2 separate regions of the Sus scrofa genome follow, and region 1 is linked to region 2. Evidence: chromatin contacts called from public HiChIP or PLAC-seq data. All regions are on one chromosome and are shown on one strand. The core of a region is the stretch at or near the end of the contact, and the rest is flanking DNA. Distances in the headings are between cores, read along the strand shown.

What was found. HiChIP or PLAC-seq counts read pairs in DNA pulled down with a chosen protein or histone mark.
Region 1: an H3K27ac HiChIP or PLAC-seq map of alveolar macrophages shows a contact between it and region 2. The contact joins the promoter of PSME4 here to the promoter of RTN4 in region 2. A contact is called at or near these places in 1 of 5 promoter capture datasets (fetal skeletal muscle) and 2 of 2 datasets of contacts at active chromatin or transcription factors (alveolar macrophages and skeletal muscle).

The regions. Positions count from the first base shown.
Region 1 is chr3:87,229,453-87,234,230 of Sscrofa11.1, forward strand. PSME4 (proteasome activator complex subunit 4) reads left to right here and starts at 2,058. Exons shown (of 47, transcript XM_003125150.6): 1 at 2,058-2,555. The coding sequence starts at 2,314. It overlaps ACYP2 (acylphosphatase-2), which reads right to left and starts at 1,924. Exons shown (of 5, transcript XM_021088229.1): 1 at 1,733-1,924.
Region 2 is chr3:86,212,220-86,217,143 of Sscrofa11.1, forward strand. It overlaps RTN4 (reticulon 4), which reads left to right and starts at 3,616. Exons shown (of 7, transcript NM_001129963.1): 1 at 3,616-3,819. The coding sequence starts at 3,786.

The sequences.
Region 1 (4,778 bases), core at 808-3,307, 1.0 Mb after region 2:
AATGCCTCAAGATTATGAAACTAAACACTAAGGAGAACCAGTCAGAAAGAGCTTCTTTGCTTCTGCACCTTCTCTACATAAGTCTTTCCCCTGGTTCCTGTCAGCACTTCGAACCAACAACTTTTGGTTTCCCACTGCCCAATTCCAATTTTTGTTCTAATAAACTCTTAAATTTTTTAATATGCTTCTGTTTACTTATTTATTGTCTTTTTAGGGCCATACCTGCAGCATATGGAAGTTCCCAGGCTAGGGGTCGAATCAGAGCTGCAGCTGCCAGCCTACCACCACAGCTGCAGCAACGCAGGATCCAGAGCCTTGACTGTGACTTAAACTACAGCTCACAGCAACACCGGATCTTTAACCCACTGACTGGGGTCAGGGATTGAAACTGAGTCCTCATGGATACTAGTCAGATTCATTATCAATGAGCCATAATGGGCACTCCCGCCTGTTTATCTTTTAGCAATACTCTATATCTCATTCCCTCCATTCTACCTATATGCTAATCCATATCCCATTTCAGATGACCCTCCTGATCCATACACCAAAATATTTTTCCATCCTTCAGGCATTCTGCTTCCATAGCTGTTTCTGCTGTGTTCTCTTAATTCAAGGGCTTCACCATATACTGTTTCCTAAGCCAGAAATCTGACATTGTCTTGACTCATTCCCTCTGTTTTACTCTTCATGTCCAGTCAACTACCAAGCGCAGGCATTTCAACGGACATGAGCGCCACCATTAAGTCACATCTCCTTAAAGGGTCCACCAGCTTCCAATTTTATCTGTTCTAATCCATTCTCCACACAAACCCAGAGTGATTCTTCAAAAACATAAATTATATAATGCCTCTTCTATGCTTATCAATTTTCAGCTTCTTGTTGCCTTTAAGATAAAGCTCTAGGAGTTCCTGTCATGGCCTAGCAGAAACAAATCTGACTAGTACCCATGAGGACGCAGGTTCTATCCCTGGTTGGGGTCGGGGATCTGGCATTGCCGTGAGCTGTGGTGTAGGTTGCAGACTTGGCTCAGATCCTGCATTGCTGTGGCTGTAGCATAGGCTGGCAGCTGCAGCTTAGATTCCACCCCTAGCCTGGGAACTTCCATATGGCACCGCAGCTGCTCTAAATAAGACCAAAAAAATAAATAAATAAATAAAAATTTTTAAAAAAGGATAAAGCTCTAAAAACTCCCTAGCATGTCCTTCTCAGTCTCAGTAATTTACTCCCCTCTCTACTAACCGCCTGCAGTCATTCTGAACTTTGAATTCCTGGAATGCAGGCTTGCAGCCTATGCTGCTCCCTCAGCTGAAATATATGTATGTTCCTCTCTCTTCTTTTTCTAATCGGTTCGGCACTTAACCCTTAAGCTCAACGCTACATGTAATTTCTAGGAAACCATCTTAAGTTTCCCAGAAATACAGTGTGAAGTCATCTTTAGGTGTTCCCAAGACATTCTGTACTTATCTAGCAGTATTGTCTTGTAATTGCATATTCTCTAATCAAGAGATCCACGCGATGTAAAGCCCCTGGAGCGCAGAAACCAGGTGCTCTAAAACTTTCCAACTCTAGGGCCTAAAATAAGTGTCTGACACACAGTAGTAGTTCAATTAATATTTGCTGAATGTTGAACTCTTTTCTTTGGAATGAGGGCGGCCAAAAGAATGCCAGAAAGACAAGGGCTTAAAGGGGTCACTAAAAAATCGATAAGCAGCAAGTGGGACGGATAGAGTACCTAGGTTTTTCCATAAACTCGGCATGGGGCACTACGTCGACTGTCTCATCGGAGGCCACGGCGACTAGCGGTTCCTGAGGGCAGCCGCAAGCAGTGCGAGACCCTAGGCGAGGAAGGACAATAACTTGGAATTCGGACTCGATTTCCGGCGGGACAGCCTCGCGCTGGGCCGCTGAGGCCCAGGGGTGGGGGCTCGGAGCCCGGCCCACAGGGAGGAAGGCGCTGCCCGCTGGGCTGCCTCTGCGGCCGCCTCCTCCTCCGACGCCGTCGCCCCTCCCCACCCCGCCCCGCCCCGGAAGTGACTTGAGGCCGGTCCGGAACCTCCGGGCCCGGCGGCTGCAGCGTCACCAGCCGAGCCGGTGCGGAGCGGGCTGAGCGGCCGCTGCCGCCGCCAACGAACCGGGCACCGCGCGGGGGTCAGCAGCGCGCCGGCCAGGGGAGGGGGCCCAGCAATAGGGCAGAGGGTTACGGGCCGCCGGCGGCCGCAGGGCGACGACGACGCGGAGGAGGCGGAGCCCGGAGAGGGGTGGGGGCCGGGGAGGGTTAGGGTGGGAGGGGGTTGGGGGGTTGTCCCTGGGCTCATGGAGCCGGCCGAACGGGCAGGCGGCGGGGATCCCTCGGAACCGGGCGGGCGTCCAAGTCCGAACCCGCGGGGCTTCGTCCCGCAAAAGGAGATCGTCTACAACAAGCTGCTGCCCTACGCCGAGCAGCTGGACGCCGAATCCGACTTGCAGCTGGCCCAGATCAAAAGCAACCTGGGCCGGGCGGTGCAGCTCCAAGAGCTGTGGCCCGGGGGCCTCTTCTGGACTAGGAAACTCTCCACGTAAGTGTTCCAGGGCCTGCGGAACGGACTAGAGGCGAAGGCTTGGTTTGAGGGCGTCCGCGGGAGGCGGGGGGACGGCTCTTTGTGGGCACCGGACCCCTGCACTCTCATCTCTGTCCGGTTAGGGCGGATCGTCTCTGTGCTGTAGTCCCAGGGCCGCGACCGAAGCCTGGGTAGCACTCAAGGTTCCCTAACACTTTCCTGTGGGATCTCCCTGGTCCTCACCAGCCCATTACGTCCTCCGCAGCTGCTTTTCCCCAAGATTTCGTGTTGTTGTCTTCCAACATTCGGGGCCTCAGGGAGCGAGAGGGCTTTGGGCTCCCAGGGGAAAGAGGTGAGCGGTCCCCCAAGGGTCCTTCTTGGACCTTTGCCCACTTCGGGGCGAGTGGAGAAGATTGGTCTTTGGGTGAGCAATTCGACTTTTTCTGGTGTTGCCTTCGATTCTTTCTTCCCCCATGGTCCCTGCCTCTTCCTGTCCTTTATTTCGTGTCTACTAACTTTCTGAATGAGAAAAAGGCCGTAGGGAACTTACGGTTCTGCTTTATTGGGCCTTCTCAGCCTTCGTGGATTTCATTGAAAGGATTGGTTTAAATCAGCCGTCAGCGCATTCTTGAGCTGTGTACTATACGTTAATGTTGAGAATGTTGAGTCTTAGAACCTCGGGAAAGAGTATGTTGCTCCTGTTGTGACATTTCCTTTGGAAATGAGCGGTACTAAGGAAAATAGAGAAGAGAGCTGTCAGGCTGTCCCGGGCGTTATTGGTATCGGGCTTATGTTAATTTTTGAGTTGCTTATAGATTACCTAAATCCGTTTCAGTTCTGTTCTTCTTTTGATACTTTTTGTTGTTGCATAAACTGGCTGCAAACTATATTGCCACTGAAATTTAGAGGAAACCGAGTAAAATACAGTTGGAGGAAGGTTAGAGGCTTAATTTGCTAGATGTGTCTTCACTGTGTCAGAAGAACTTTTTTTTTTTCCAGAAGAACTTTTTTTAAAAAAAATTGTTGCTATATCTTGTTTCATTAACTATACATAAAGTCTGTAGCATTGTATGTTCGTGCTTATGGCTGAGTGGGTGAACACACAAGGCATAAGTCACTTAACCAGTGTTTACCCAAATCTGCTGAGTGAACTGATGATGACTCAGGGTTTTGTAATACAAGTCTTCTCTACAGACTTGTAGAGAAGGATGATTCTTATCTGCCAGTTATTAGGAAGCCTCTGACAAATTTCTCCTCTTCACCTGGCAGTGATATTGGGAATAATTACCCTTTTAATTATAAAACAAAACTGAAACACTTACTTTGCCCTTTTCCGAGAGTAGCCATGAAGTGTCAGGGTTAGCAGTTTTCTTGTTTAGAGTGTAAAGTTTGTGGTGTTAGGATCCATAGGAGACTTGGGGAAAAATAAATGCAACAGGGAGAGGAACCACTTTTGTCAGAACAGAAGACTATTTTATAAATGATTAAAATTCACATGATTTTTCAAGTGAGCCTCCTAGGTTTGTGTTACTTGGACACAATAAAAATATAGTTACTTTATCAGTTCCAGTAATTCCTCATTTTAATCATTTGGATTAGATTTTCCAGAGAATAACTATTTGGGAGGACCCAAACAACTCCTTTGAGATGCACAGTATATAAACATACCAGTGTGTGAACAGGAATCTGATTTAGATTTATTAATTGAGAATCTACTCAGGCATAGCTGAATGCTGTTTTCTGGCATTTTTATTGTTACTAAGCTTGCTTGGCAAATTTGCACCTGAAATTTATTATTTTTGGTTTATTAGGTATGTTTCTTTACCTAGAAAGGGCTAAAATTACAGTGGAGACAGTCCTTGGTGTTTAGGACAAGATTGCAGTTACATCGCTTAATAACCTATGGACTCCAAACCGTTTATATCTAAGTAACAAAGAAGAAATCGTCAGATAGAATTTTATTTTGGAACAGTTGTTAATGATGCAAACTGATTCTTGGGATTGCACCATGAGACATTTTGAACTTGGTGGGACATGTTGTGATCTTGGATGTGTTTTTTTTCTCCTAAGTCACGTTAAGGTGACCTGTTTATAGTTGTGCTTGTTGTTTTTTAAACCTTGTGTGTGTTGCACAAGTTTACATCTAAATGATGCCAAAACATGTGATGATAGCTGTTACCTCAGTAGTGATCATATTATAAGAATGGAAAGTAGTAATGAAAATAAAATTTTAATTTCTCC
Region 2 (4,924 bases), core at 2,366-4,865:
TTTTAAATAATAATACAAGAAGTCATTTACTTAGTTCTCATTGAATAGGATCACTTTCAGTTTCTGTATGGTTTTTAGTGTTCATTTTCAGCAGCTTATATGAAATTTTTTATAGACCATAAAATGCTCATTATTTTTATTTTAACTTACTCATTTTCTAGACTAAAGTCTTAATTCATGTCTTAAGGTTCAATTCAGTAGTTAATGTTGAAGTGCTATAATTTAGTCCATAGAGGGCATTATATTACAGCGTATGGTGTTAAACAGCATTAATATCTTTTGGTAATGAGATATATGTTTAGTTTCATGCTTTTGTATAGCTCTGAATAATATAAATTTTAAAATAAGTTTAAAAATAGTGTATATATATGTAATATTTATGTGTGTGTGCATATATATATATATATATTTAAAATTCTATTATCTATTGCCAGAAAGGAGAAGTATTAGCTATCAATAGTTGTATACAAGCAACCCCCAATTTAGAGAGTAGCACTTTCAGTCCGAATGACCACTTCTCTCTCACTTATTTCCCTTGATCTCTTAACATTGAAAAGCAAACAAAGCAAGACAAAAACCTGAGTTTCTCTGGGGTTCAGAATTAGAGGAAGGAATGAAATGATAAAGGAGGGATATCTTGGGAGAGTTGAGCTGGGCGGTCTTACAGCTTTCATATTGCTGTCTATTCCAAAAACAGTCTTCCACTGTCTGAGATCCTGCCACTGAGATATAAGCCTCTGCACCCCTCCCCAGTATTTATGAGAGCATTATAGAGAAAGGAATTTATTCCTTTGAAAGACTTAATCATATAATTTTCCCGCTAATGAGATAAGGTGCACTAAGAAAATGAGAGTTTTGATTTGAGATATGAGAGAAGAGAAACATAAAGTGTATGTAGTTTTAGAGCCTGATAGCCTTTTGGAAAGGAATTAGGGATATGCTTGAGGAGGTTTGGGGTGTTGGGTTTTGACATGCTAGGGGAGGTACTGGGTTATGTGGACATGAAGGAATGGGAAGTTGCCAATCATGAACTCTGAAATTTTATTTCAGAAGTTCTCTGTTAGGCTGATTTTGAGTTCAGGAGAAGAAGGATAACCCTCCTCCTACCCCCTATACATAATACACAGTAGGACTTAGAATTCAAATAGCACTTTTATTTGCTCGCATTGTAAATGAAGGGATCTTCTGTGGTCCCCCCCTTTGGAAGCCTTTACTTTTAAGGGAGGAAAATAGGTTCCTTATCCAAAATAATCAACTAGGTATGTATCTGCTCTGTTTGGAAATAATCCTTGGAATAATTTTTCATTCATTAAACAAAATGTTAAATACTTGAAGGAAAACAAAATAAATGGAGGGTTTTTTAAAAAACAGATTTGTGTTCATTGTTTGCCTATTGAGATTTGATATGAAATAGGACCTATAAACTATCCAAAGATAAATTTTTCTCAGCTGGGGGAGAATGGAACCAGATAGCCTGGCACCATAGTTTGTGTGTGTGTAGAGGGGTTCTTCTGTTCAGAGAGGTTATTGTGTTATTGCCTAGACTGAATGGCATAATATATGCACTTTCTTATATGTGTTTTACAGACTTTGTCTCCTTGTAGTTTACTAGTAAACAGCTAGCGCACAGGGTCACTTTTTGTAGGGCACTGTCCTAAGGTCTTTTGCATACACTAAGTCATTTATTTGCTCCTCCTAGTACAATAAGCCTAGCCCGATGACTTTACCTTTTTAGCACATTTGTCTCATCAAGATTTTCAAATTTAACCACATTTCTCTTAGATTACCAAGCTTAAAACAACTTTAGTTTTAAAACTTTCTAGGAAAGAAATGGGCAAAATGTCAATTGATTTATCTTAGCTAATTTTCCCTGTAACTTAATATAATAGCCTGAATTCCCAAGATGATAAAAATTAAAAAAATTAGATATTGCTATATATAAGATTAAATTTCAGGGCTCCTAGTTTGACTTTTTAATCTGCCAGGGGAGCTATTAAGTATATTTAGTGTTTAGGTAAATGAATTTACACATTCTTATTCGCTCAGATGATTTTTAAAAATTATTGAACCTAGTCCAGTACCAGAAAATGTGAATAACATGAATGGTAATACCTTTGCTTCAAGAAATCTCCTCCCACCCCCCTTTTATTAGTGTAGTAATCTCTGATTTGAAAACAGTGTTTGGGTGCTGTTTTTGAGTGTGTTATTCTAATGCTAAAGTATTTATTGGCCTTCAGCCTTAAGGGATTCATTATTAGGAAATACTGTTTTGGAAATATTATGTATTTACTGCCTAGTTTGGGATTTCTAACTGTTGCATGGAGAGGCCAGACATTCTCAGCCATGATATGAGTTGGTGACAGTGTTCTCAAATACCACATTTTGCAGGGGTTCAGTGAATAAAGTTAAATATTAACTTTTGAACTGAGAATACTAGACGCTCTTTAAAAATTGCTCCGCTTTATTTATGTTTGCATTTAGGCATAGAGGCAAAGAACTGAGTCCCTTGATATTCAGGCTGCTTCTGATATGAAGGATTTTGCAGAGTTTTGCAGCCTACACAGTTTTATGGGAAGTTCCAAAAAATACTATACCTATTTCAAGTGTACCTGTATAGTCTTACGAAGTATGTACTTTCGTCCTTAGGCTGCATATCTTATGATACTTCAATATATCGCACATTTGAAGATATTTTCGCTGATTTGTCATTATATGTTTCTGCTTAATGATTAATGATTAAACCAGTAAACCATCAGTTAAACCAGTTGTGAAACATTAGTAAAGACTTAATATTTTGCACTGGAATGAATGCCAGTTTCATAAATTTGAACAAAAATTTCAGGAATTCTTTATGGATTTGTCTTTGTATTTATCAGTAAAATTTTAGCTTGTTATTATATCCTTTTCCCAAAGCAAATGATATAATTAGCACATGAATATTTCTCCTCAAGCCAAGTCTATTAATAGTACCTGCAGTGGTGTCTAATAGATATTTATTGAAAGATTGAGTTGGAGCAGGTGATAAGAATAAGTATATATTTGCAAGTCTCTGGATTTCCATAGTTGTAACAGAAGAAAAAAATAATATTACGTTAGAAATATGTATTCAACTGCTAAAATTGAATATAATTTTTTTCTATTGAAATTTAACATATATTCAATAAATATTAATAATTTGACTTCATGATTCTCCTGTCATGCCCTTCCTTATAAGGGTGCAAAATGCTGATTATTTAGAAGCAAGTAAGAGACTCAGCATTTACCAGACTTGAAATTTAAGTTATTACCCTTCTTTGGATCAGTCCATTTTTATCTTATCAGGTAACTATTGATTTTAAAGTTTTAAATGAAGCTGAAAACCATCAGTAAATTCCCCTGTCAAAAAAAAAAAACAAAAAAAAAACTGCACATGGCTTGAAGTGTATTTCAAGTATATACAATGCTTAACTCTGCCAGAACAACCCCCTTTTCTTTCTTTTGGTAGCTTGCCCCTCCCCCTGCAAAAGTAGCTTTGTTTGGTCTGAGCAACAAGCAAAAGACTAGAACAATAAACAGATAGAAGGCGGTAGTGCCTGAGTATTAGTAGCCTAGTTACAGATTGCACTGCGTCAGACTGCTCCACACCCAGAAGGCGTCAGGTGACTGCAGTTGTGCAGCAGAGGAGACTGCAGACTTCGGTTGAGGAAACATATTTCATGTCTCAGGGGGTAGATTTTTGCAGTTACAGCTTTTCTGTTGGTATGCATAATTGATAATTGCATCTGGAGGGCAGATCGTGACAAGAGATGGACGGTCAGAAGAAAAATTGGAAGGACAAGGGTATATCTGCTTTTTAACCTTTATTCAGTTTTTTTTATGTAACCAACAAAATATTTCTATGAATAAGCTTTGCCATTTAGATATATTTTGGATTGCAAATGAAGCCTGTGGAAGGTTTAAGAGTAAAGAGTTAAAAGAGCTATTTCAAATGTTTTTGCATTTGGTTATGTATGAGAAAATGTCATGCTGTTCTGTTTCACTGGCATTTGATTTAGTCTCTGCATTCCGATCTTTGATTAGGTTCTATTCTTTAATATTGCACATTGTAAACTGTTTAGTTTTAACATATTTCATTTGTTGGTCACTTTGGTGTGATGAATCTACATTTCCATCTTTGTATTTCATAATGACATATTTTCTGTGACTATTTTTTTAAAAAGCTGACTCTCGGAATGGTTGAAATTCTATCCAAAGGTCTGTAGGTAGCAAGATCTTGCATTTACAATAAGCTCGTTTTCTTCTTTGGAAATCTTATTATTAAATCTTTGAAGTTACTACCAGTGGCCTTTTAATTAGATTATAATTTTGTATATCTTAAAATGGTTAAAATGTATACATGGTAGTTTTAAATGTGTGTCTATATTTAAGTCACTAACCCTTGTCCTTGTAATAACCAATCAGTGATCTTGATCCCTTTTCCTCCCCCTTGAAAGCCCAGATCCTTTCAAGTCTCAGTGGATCGGGATTGTGTAAGAATTTAAGCGCATAAGTGTAATGAATATTTAAAAAATATTTTATTATGTCAGTGGTTAAATGTGCCATTTTAAGAAAAAGGGAAGGTAGTAGACTGTATACCTGGCGTTACAATAAATTGTCTTAAAAATTATTAGAGCTATTTTTAAGTAGTCCAACTAGACATTCCACACAAGCAGTTTTTTTTTTTTTGGCCATGTTCAAGTTTTATAATTTAAAACATTATTTATTTCTATAGCAGAATTTTAGCAGGGTTGGTGATAATGTTTCTAAAAGCAATCTGTGGAGCTAATTACAGTAACCTTTACAGTATTCTTTTAAAAATTTGTTCAATAAAGTATTGTGGGGAAAACATGAGCTTAATCTTGTTCATATTGAGACATTGGAAAGCTTTTATAGTTACAATTTAAAG